2 separate regions of the Gossypium hirsutum genome follow, and region 1 is linked to region 2. Evidence: chromatin contacts called from public Hi-C data. All regions are on one chromosome and are shown on one strand. The core of a region is the stretch at or near the end of the contact, and the rest is flanking DNA. Distances in the headings are between cores, read along the strand shown.

Region 1 (4,873 bases), core at 2,170-4,669, 460 kb before region 2:
AAATAGCAGTCAATCTTCTTAGCAACCAACAGCTGGAGGAAAATTCAATCAAATGAATAAAAGGGAGAATCGGCAGAAGAAACTCACAGCATTAACAGTAGTCTCCAAATTCTGAGCAGCTCCATAAGCGAGGAAGACCAAGAAGGCACAGCTCAAAATATGAATATCCCTTGTTCGGCTTTTGGGAGTTTCTCTTTCTGAAATATCAATAACCATGGCGCCTCCTCTTCTCGAGTACCCATCAATTCAATTGCCATCTTGAGTTCTAATATTTTTCCAGCCGGTTTGAAATCATAAGCATTCGAAAGAGAATCCAACCGGGCTTGAAGCTCGAGGTGTAAAGCACATATGGAAATAGTTTAATTAAAGAATTGGGCGAGGGAAAGAGTGTTGGGTCTTGGATTATTTTTTTATATTTGTCATTGGCTTAGTGCCATACGTGTTCTATGGAAGAAGGATCGATCTCTCGGAACAAGATTATAGAACATTCAACATCCACTAAGTTCGATTCATCTTTTATATATTTGGGTTAATTTTTTCCTTTTCCTTTACGGCCATCCTTGCAAAAACAAGGCTTTGGGCTAGCTGCAAGTGCAACTTAAAAAAGAAGTCTTTTTTATTTGTTTTTGTAATAAAATTCCTGGACTAATTCAGACCGTGTACGATGTTAAAAACAAATTCCTGCAATAATGCAGCATGACTGCAGTCTGAGAAGGTTAAGGGGAAAAGATAAACGTTGCTGTTTCTGCAGATAAAATAGAGATGCTGGTTCATTACAACAATGCATCAGTGCCTGAAAAATTGAAAAATGGAACACAAAATCTAATAAATTCTGAGTACAAGCATTGCATCTTCCATCAAAATTGGGAACAAATTCATGCTCCATTAACAGTAGGATAAGAACTTACACTCAAAATACACATATAATGAACAATGAAGCCTCTTCTTTGCAACATGTTTACTAGGAGCACTATCTAGCTTCATCTTGACCAGTAAGGTTTCTTCTGCTTTCTGCTGTCCAGGATGTTTCCGAGGGTAGCCAATGCATCTTGAAATTTACGGATTCTAAGAAAACCTCTTATCATGGAAACCTCACTGTCTGAACAGTTAGCTTTACCGATCACCATATTAACCAGCGTAATTAAGGTATCCTCCATAGATAAAGCACAAAGTCCTTCAGCCAGCATATAAAATGATGAGAATTCGGGTAAAAATCCTTTCTCGGTCATCTCAACTACAAAATCAACAGCTTCTCCAATTGGTCCTCCACCACTACAAAGGCCGCGAAATATTACCTTATATGTGATGGCATCTGGAGGGTCACCCTTCTCCAACATCTCTCGATAAAGCCTCATAGCTTCATTAGCTCTCTTTCGTCTAAATAGTGCTTGAATAACAGGGTTATAAGCATGTGGAGTTAAAACCATCCCTTTCATCTGAATAGTTCTAAGGAGTTTACTTGCAACCTCAACTCTACCTGCCTTACAAAGGCCCCCAATCAGGGTCCCATATGTGACAATATCTGGTTCACACCCATTTGAAGTCATGGTTTGGACAATATCCGCTGCCTTCTTAATATCACCAGACCTGCAAAAGTATGTAAGCAAAGAATTGTATGTGAACTTGTCAGGCTTCAATCCTTCCATTAGCATTTGGTCCATAAGCTGAGCTGCCTCTTCTACCCGCCTGTTTTTGCAGAGACCATCGATGAGGGTGTTATAGGTCACGGAATTTCTTGAAACCCCTTGAAGCTCCATCTCATCAAAGATTTCCTCTGCTTCTTGGATCCTCTTGTTTTTGCAGAATCCATCAATCAAAGTATTATAAGTAATAACATTCCGCGCACAGCCACTTGACTCCATTTCTTTAAGCAGGCTTAAAGCTTCCTCTAGTTTCCCTCTACAACAAAAGCTATCAATCAACATGTTGTAGGTAAACTCATCGGGTTGGCACCCTTTATTCTTCATCTCCTCAAACAATTCCAAAGCAAGAGTATGATTTCTCGTCAGGCACAGACCTTGTATCAAAGAATTAAATGTGCAAACATCAGGTAAAATCCCCTTACTTGTAAGTACACGTGCAAGCTCAGTGGCCTCTTCAATTTGGTTCTCCTTACAAAGGGTGCTAATCAAAGTATTATAAGTAACAGTGTTAGGTGAACAATCCCTCGAAACCATTTGGTCTAAAACCTCCACTGCCTCCTCAATCTCACCAATTTTACACAATCCCGAAATTAAAGAGTTGTATGTGAATACATCTGGATCAAACCCTTCTCGAAGCATCACATCCATGATTTCCAAAGCATGTTCAACAAAACCTGCCTTACACAAACCATTCACCAACGTATTGAAGGTGAACTGATCTGGGTAAAACCCGTCATTCTCCGACATCTCTTGTATAAAATCCAAGGCTTCCTCAACCCTACCTTCCTTACAAAACCCGTGTACTAAAACATTCACGGTCACATTAGTAATCGGACAACCAGCCTCCACCATTTGTCCCCTAAACCTCAAAGCGCCATCCATATTACCTTCATCAATAAACCCTTGAATTATGGTGGTAAACGTTTTCTCATCAGGGGCTAAACCATAACTAGGCATTTCTTCCATCATCAAAATGGCCGGCCTAATTTGATGCGCACTACACAAAGCCTTAATCAATATGTTGAAAGTAGAAACATCAGGCTTAATCCCTCTACTAACCATCCCATCATGAGCAATTTCTACCAACTTTAACTTGTTCCCATCCACCAGAACATTCAACAAGAAATTATAAAAATGGGTGTCGGCTTTTAACCCGAACTCACCTTCCATCAGCTCAACAACATGGAGAATTTCATCGTACAAACCGAACTCGGCATAACTTTCGATAAGAATTAAGAAAGTACCTGTACGAAGCTCACAACCGGAGTGCTTCACTTGTTGTAAAATAAGCTTTATGGAATCGAAGGAGCCGAGTTTTCCAAGCTTGGTGAGGAGTTCCTCGTAGATGGATAAGTTGGGGGTGAAATTGGGTTGCTTAGAGGCCCAATCGAATAAGCGAAGAGCAGAGGACTCGTCGTTTTGGCGGCGGAGGGTGTGGAGGAGTTGAGTTGGAGTGAAGTCGTGGGAGAGAGGGAATTGGGTTTGGTTTGGTTGAGTAGATGAGAAGGAGATGGAGGAGAAAGGTGAAGTGGGTTTTTGGAAGAAAGGGAAAGGAGAGTAAGACCAAGGGTAGCATTTGAAACATGTAGAGGAAGACATGTGTGTTTTCTTTTTCCCCTTGAATTATATATGTTTTGTGCTAAGGAAGAGAGAGATTCAGCTTAGCATTCAGCAAAGCAACGAGCGACTAAGTGTGGGAAAGATTAGAGATATTTAGGGTCATTCCATGCTTCAGGTGCGTCGGTCTGACAAAGTAATCCTTTAAAACCGGAAAGACGGACAGACAGAGAGAGGAAACAAGAGCGACGTCGTTTTATCGGAGTTTAGCATTTTAGTGTCTGGCCCAACAATAAAAAGAAAACCCATTTCAGTCTCTCAGCATTAATCCGCCAATGGCAAGTTTTGGCCCATCTTGTGGGGAAGATAAAAGAAAGAAGGCAGAGTTGATTATCGTTATTTCACTCAACTCTTAGTTTTATTTGAAAACCCAGCTTAATAAAAAAAAAAAAAGAGTATGATTGCCTAATTCTTATTTAGAAGTTTAAATTTGGATATGTTGCTTGCAGTTTCACCTGAATTCTATTTCTACAAAAAGTGCAGTAATAATTATATTATAATGTAATTATAAAGAATTGTAATTCTCTAAATAAATTTGGCTAACAGAGTATAGTTACATCATAATTTTTTATATCACGTTTGGTTGTACAATTTGTAATATACAATTAAATATATTAAAAATAATATTAATTATTATAAAAACTATTAATAGAATAGTTTTTTTCATTAAATGAGTAACAAAAAATAAAATTAAATAATCATATGTATTATATTAGTCTAATAAAATAGTCGATAATACACTTACTAATAAAAATAATAAAAAAATAAACATGTAAATATATATATTGTAACACTTTTTATAACACTTTTATAACATGTTTTACAATATACTTTTTTTGTCATAACTTTAGAAATGTTTTAGGATTTAAATAATATATTTTTTATTATAATTTTATAAAATGAACATGAATTATTTTTATCATATAAACTTTTAATGTTTATAATACAATTTTAGAAATTTTTTGTCATAACCATCCTAAACACTTATACATGTTCATACTTATAATATAATTTTTATAACTTAAACTTGTATAAAAAATAATTTCTTAAAGTTAAATCATGTATAAGTGTTTAGAAAGTCATAGGATAATTGAATTTGGATATAATTATCTAGGTAATTAATCTCATTCTCATTCTCTCCCTAAGAATTGAAAAGTGTAATTGGAGCTCCAATTACACCCAATTCAATGGGATCCACTAATTACAATGGTTACCCAAACATATCGTTCATGTGTAATTACAAATAATTACACCCAAATTCAATTACTAGATAATTTTCTAAATACTACCTAAAATTTGGTGAATTAGATTAGAATTAAACTTAGTTTTTAGTTGTTGGTAGGAATGATAATGGTTGAATTTAGTTGAAATAATTTTTTTTGAATAAACAGACTGGATTTTATAGAAATACTAAAACAATCCTAGAACAAAAGAGAAAGTCCAACAAATGTCGGTTAAATCCAAAACAGAAACAAGGCCCAGCAGATAAAGACCTACATAGTAGAAAAATGAAACGACAAAACTAAAGGAAACCTAAAAACCGTATCCAATTAAAGAAATGAATTGACACCCCCTCCACTTTCCAAAAACCTCTTTTTTGTTGTCGGTTTTAG
Region 2 (5,150 bases), core at 723-3,222:
TTCAATGTAAAAGACAATTTTCGCAGGCATCAATGAATAGTAGGTTATTGTACGAAATTGGCTAAAACAAACAGCTCTTTTAACAGTTCCTAGTGTTGTTCTTCACTTGAAGCATACAATGGGTAAAAGGTTTATGCTACTCAGGCCCATGCACATAATTGATATGCCAACAAAAGTTCGGCACGGGTAGATGTCTTGTTGTCTGCTACAAGCCAAACCTCGAGTCAAAAAGTTTACTAGGCAGTAAATAACAAGCAAAAATATTTGAATATTGCAGAGGAAGTATAGTTAAGAATAGTTCATATAAATATAACATCCAGACTAATCTTCTCACCAATCATCACCCAAAATACAAACCTGGCTTTGTCTGTTTCCAAAAGTCACACAATGTGGATTTCCCATGCTAACACAAGTCACATTCCAAGTTACTCCATCTACATTGATATCTGCTTTAACAGCAGCTTGATCTTTATTTGCTGGTAACTTTGTAGGAACATCTGATGCTTTAAGAATTGGTTCACCCATATCAACTTTAACCTGAGATCATGCAGCTCCATGTCAGATGCATTAAGCACCATAGATGGAGTACTGCAACATATAAGATGCCAAATAAAATACCTTTCCGTCTTCTTGAATTTCGGGAACAATTAATCCCGCACCAGTATGCACAGTAAAACTGCATAAAATTAGAAGAGAATGAAACCCCAAAGACATTTCAGCATAAAACTTCAAACTGACTTTTTAACAATGAAGCCGCATTTTAGGACAAAGAGAATAACACATTGCTTCAAACATATACAAAAGGCAACATTATGACTGCTCGGAACATAGAAGTACACGCCATTAACTATACCTTTGCTTCCCGTGTAAATTCTCAAGTTCGGCAATGAATCTCGCAAAGCACCTTACCCCATTACCACACATCTAGAAGAAAAAATATTAATTAAAAAATAAAGCCAAAATTCTATTTTTACGTAAAAAACACATAATTGATCCAAGAAACCACTCAATATTCAATTTCAGTGATTCAACCAGAGAACCAAAGAATCAAAGTGACACACTAAGTCCCCATTTAGTTATCACTTTCACTAACTGACTTTTAGTTTTGATAGAAAAGGCAAATAAATAAGCATTTGGATACAAAATAGAAAAGGTAGATTCATTGCTAAATGAATTTAAACAATTAAAAACATAAATAAGAACTGTGTTAAGGCATGAAATTATTTTTATACAGGATAGTTAAGTTTTAACTTGTATTTATACTGAAAGTTTGGTTTCAGTTTGAATCAAATATATTTACTAATATATACGTCTTTTAGCAACTTTTGAGCAAGGAAAAGCTGATTACCTCGGGCTCGCTGCCATCGGAGTTGAAGATTCGCATAGTATAATCGGTACCGTTGACTCCGGGCATCGCAAAAATCACTCCATCAGCTCCGATACCGAAGTTCCTATCGCACAACTTCACCGCTTGCTCCGGCGTAACCCTCGGTTCCGTCGAGTCCCTGTTATCAACCTACGGCAATAAACAAGAATTCAGCTAAGGCAATTTCTGCTACATTTTTTCAGCTAAACATAAATGAACTGGAGAAATTACCAAAATGAAATCGTTCCCAAGGCCGTGGTACTTAACGAAGTGAAGAAATCCACTTTCCCTTCGGTCAAGGAACGACGTCGTGGAGATTTTCTCTGGAGTTCCGATGCTCATGGAAGATGCAGAGACTCGAAGGTTAGGGTTTTTAAGAGAAGAAAAGTTGGAACGAAGAGAATCGAAATGAAGAGAAGAAGTTGATCGAAAAGGGGCGGCGATGGAGGCAGAGGAACGGCGAGTTTGTGGCGGGAGGGAGAGGGAAATGGCGGCGGCGATGGCCATCGAAGCTTTTGGTTTCTTCGTTTGATTTGAGACGGCGGGTTTTTAGTGTTGCGGTGGCGTTTTTGCAGTCAAAAATTGGAAAGGGCAACTGATTTTTCATTTTTGTCTTTGTTATGTAAGAGAGGTGGTGGGATCGTACGCGGATTGTGAATCGTGTAACCCGTTTGACTATGAAGAGATTTGATCAGATATCATGATCATGAGAAAATTATTGAGATAAAATATTGTATACGATACTTCGGGTTGAGCTCAGCACAAGCTTGTAGATCTTTGTGTACCAGATCCAACTCTAAATCTTTACGGTTGCAACCATCTCTTGCTAGAAATGTTATCCCAGGCATAAAAATTATATTAATAATATTAAATGCATTAGTACAGTTATTTATTATGGTGTTATTTTTAATTGTGAATTAGTGTTAAGTTAACTTATGACACTAACTCAATTAATAATATTTTATGAATATATATCAACTAGTAGAGATAATAAATTATGCATATTAAATTAAAAATGTAAAAATATATCAAAATAAAGTTTTGGTCGAGTGGTAAATTTAATGTTTTACATATACAATTAGCACAAATTTAAATATCATTATATGCATATTTTTATTGGTTTTTGTTAAAATGAAAAACCTAAAATGCTCTCAAATAAAATAACTTGTTTTAATTATGGGAACTCCCCCATATCATTTATGACACCCTAAACTCGACCATGACAAATCAGCCCAAATTCGAAGCGTTACATTAGTCACCTAAGTGACTTTCCGACTAACGACCTCTCAAGACACACCCCGACCTTATAACACATCAATCTTATCCAATGTGGAAGCAATGTCAACCAATTTTAAACTTTTTATAAGTAATTTAATTTAAGGGTATTTTTGTCATTTTACTACCTACGATTAAACTAACCCGAATTTAGATCTATACATTTACCAACCCTCTTTTAGTCAATTTATATAAGCCTTAAAAATTTTAGCTTAATCCGAGTTTATTTTCTATTTTCTATGTCTAATTCAAGTTTTATCATTAAGGACTAAATCGTAACAATTTCAAACTATCAGTACTATGCCCGAATAGACTTATCAAGTTACATGACTAATTTTATCAATTAAAAGTCTAAACCTAAAATTTTATCAAGTTTCCTTATCATTTAAGGCTCTAATTAGACTTATCAAGTTACATGACTAATTTGTAATTTAAACGGACTAGAGAACTAATTTAAAAATACCATAATTCAAACCCCCAACAGTCCATTGTAGTTTTTTGTGCGAAAAATTTGATTTTAAACCCGATTTTGAGTATTTTAATGGCCAATTAAACCCGATTTAACTACAATTAAATATCATACATATTCATACACCTTCAATTGAATTTATTAACACCAATTAAGCCTCAATTAAATAGAATTAAACATTCAATTTCATGCATATCACCCATCGGTTAATTAAAACAAGTGGCGTACCTTAGTAGCTAGTAAACCACTCCACGGAAGCTTCATTTAAACAATGGTTAGTGTAAACATCATGCCTCACACACCATGTTATCAAGCAACAATACACCTTAAATTATTCAATAATCAAACTCAAACATGCATATATGATATTATAAAATCATCCAAAATTAAAAATGTCCAATGTCCAAGTCCAATTACAACTAAAATTAAACTAAGTCTCGGAAGTTCCACAATGCTTGATTAACATCTCTAAAACGTGTAACTAAATCTCTACCGAGCCTTAATCTCTTGGAACACTCTTGCTCGGCTCCTCGGCTCCTCAATTCCGGCGATTAACTACACGAATGTGTAGGTGTGAGCTTAAAAATATCAGTGAATGTTTATAAAATGACGAGTAAATTAGCACCCAAATCATGCTTAAATTGAAACCAATCAAATACAAATTTTCAATCACAATATCAATCCATAATAGTTCAATGTCATATGCTCAACCATGTATCAAAAATCATAATTAATCATGGCATATAATCAACAATTTAGCATATAACATTTCATACATTTATATTGGCATATACAATCATGGCTTAATCGGGTGATCACATTTATATTGGCATATACAATCATGGCTTAATCGGGTGATCATACATCGAATAAACGAATCTCCCCACTCCCAATCAGAATCAGAATCAGAATCAATCTTGGATTGAGCGAGCCGAGGCCACACTCTCCCTTATATCGCCTCAAATCAGTCCCGTTGAGTGGAGACACAAGCTCAACACTCCCATATCTAATCCAAATCAGTCCACCTGGAGCCTCATTGCTCACAAATAACATATCAATATGGTGAGTACTCACAAATCCTATGGCATGTCAACTATATCCAATGGATCCATCATGCTATAATGCAAATATAACAAATCAATCATAACATAATTTCAATCAATAATGTGCTCAATTTAAAGTGCCAAAATGCATATATAAACCATGTAACGCAGCCATTTCAACATCAAATTAAATCTAGCATAAAATTACCTATTATCAATGTTCATTTATCAATTGAAATATCAACATACCAAGAACCAAAAACTCCAGCATGCTTGCTTAGTCCACCATTATAATCAATCAAATCAAGCACATAAAATCACTAGATGCTCACTTACCAACACTTAACAAAAATTTCATCACTTAAACATATATCAATAATCTTGCAAAATTAACCAACCAAAACTCAATTAAATATTTGCAATCAATAATCAATCATCCAATTAAGCATAAGTGAGGGTCAATTTACCAAATCGCCCTTTAATAACACTCACCACACAACTAACTCAACCACAACCAAATGATCAACCAAGCAAATCCAAGCTTCAATTTCGATTAGCTCGATCCTCTTCAAGATTTAGAGCTTCAACAGAGATAAAATAGATATTATCACCTTTCAAAATATATAATAAACGCAAATTTTCATCAACTAGGCTACACGAAATCTCACTCAAAGTTACATTACCGAATTTGTATCATCAAGTCGAAAACTCAAATCCTCACAAAATCGATCACTCTAGCCTTCCTAATCACTTCCAAACATCGATACTAGACCAAATAAACATATACTAAGCATCAATTTCATATTTAAATCAATTTTACAAAAATCTGGAAAATCGGTTCATGAAGATGATGAAATTCGAATTTCTTTAAATTATCTTACAAAACATGTTTAATCTTGATAAATAAGATTAAAAAAAAACCTTCTAATAGATCTATTTTGAGTTAGAACATCCATTGATTTGTGGATTTCCTCTCAAAATTCAAGATCCACCATTA

What was found. Hi-C and Micro-C count contacts between places; a contact is called where the count stands out from the background.
Region 1: a contact with region 2 is called in a Hi-C map of leaf, with 1.8 times the contacts expected there. The contact joins the promoter of LOC107899292 here to the promoter of LOC107899279 in region 2. A contact is called at or near these places in 2 of 34 Hi-C or Micro-C datasets (both in leaf).

What each region holds. Positions count from the first base shown.
Region 1 is chrD04:44,264,693-44,269,565 of Gossypium_hirsutum_v2.1, reverse strand. LOC107899292 (pentatricopeptide repeat-containing protein At3g53700, chloroplastic) reads right to left here and starts at 3,419. Exons shown (of 1, transcript XM_016824960.2): 1 at 717-3,419. The coding sequence starts at 3,242. The coding sequence ends at 981. It overlaps LOC107899293 (UNC93-like protein 3), which reads right to left and starts at 686. Exons shown (of 9, transcript XM_041091222.1): 1 at 88-686. The coding sequence starts at 216.
Region 2 is chrD04:43,799,565-43,804,714 of Gossypium_hirsutum_v2.1, reverse strand. It overlaps LOC107899279 (diaminopimelate epimerase, chloroplastic), which reads right to left and starts at 1,972. Exons shown (of 9, transcript XM_016824948.2): 1 at 1,598-1,972; 2 at 1,349-1,516; 3 at 854-924; 4 at 619-676; 5 at 358-537. The coding sequence starts at 1,873.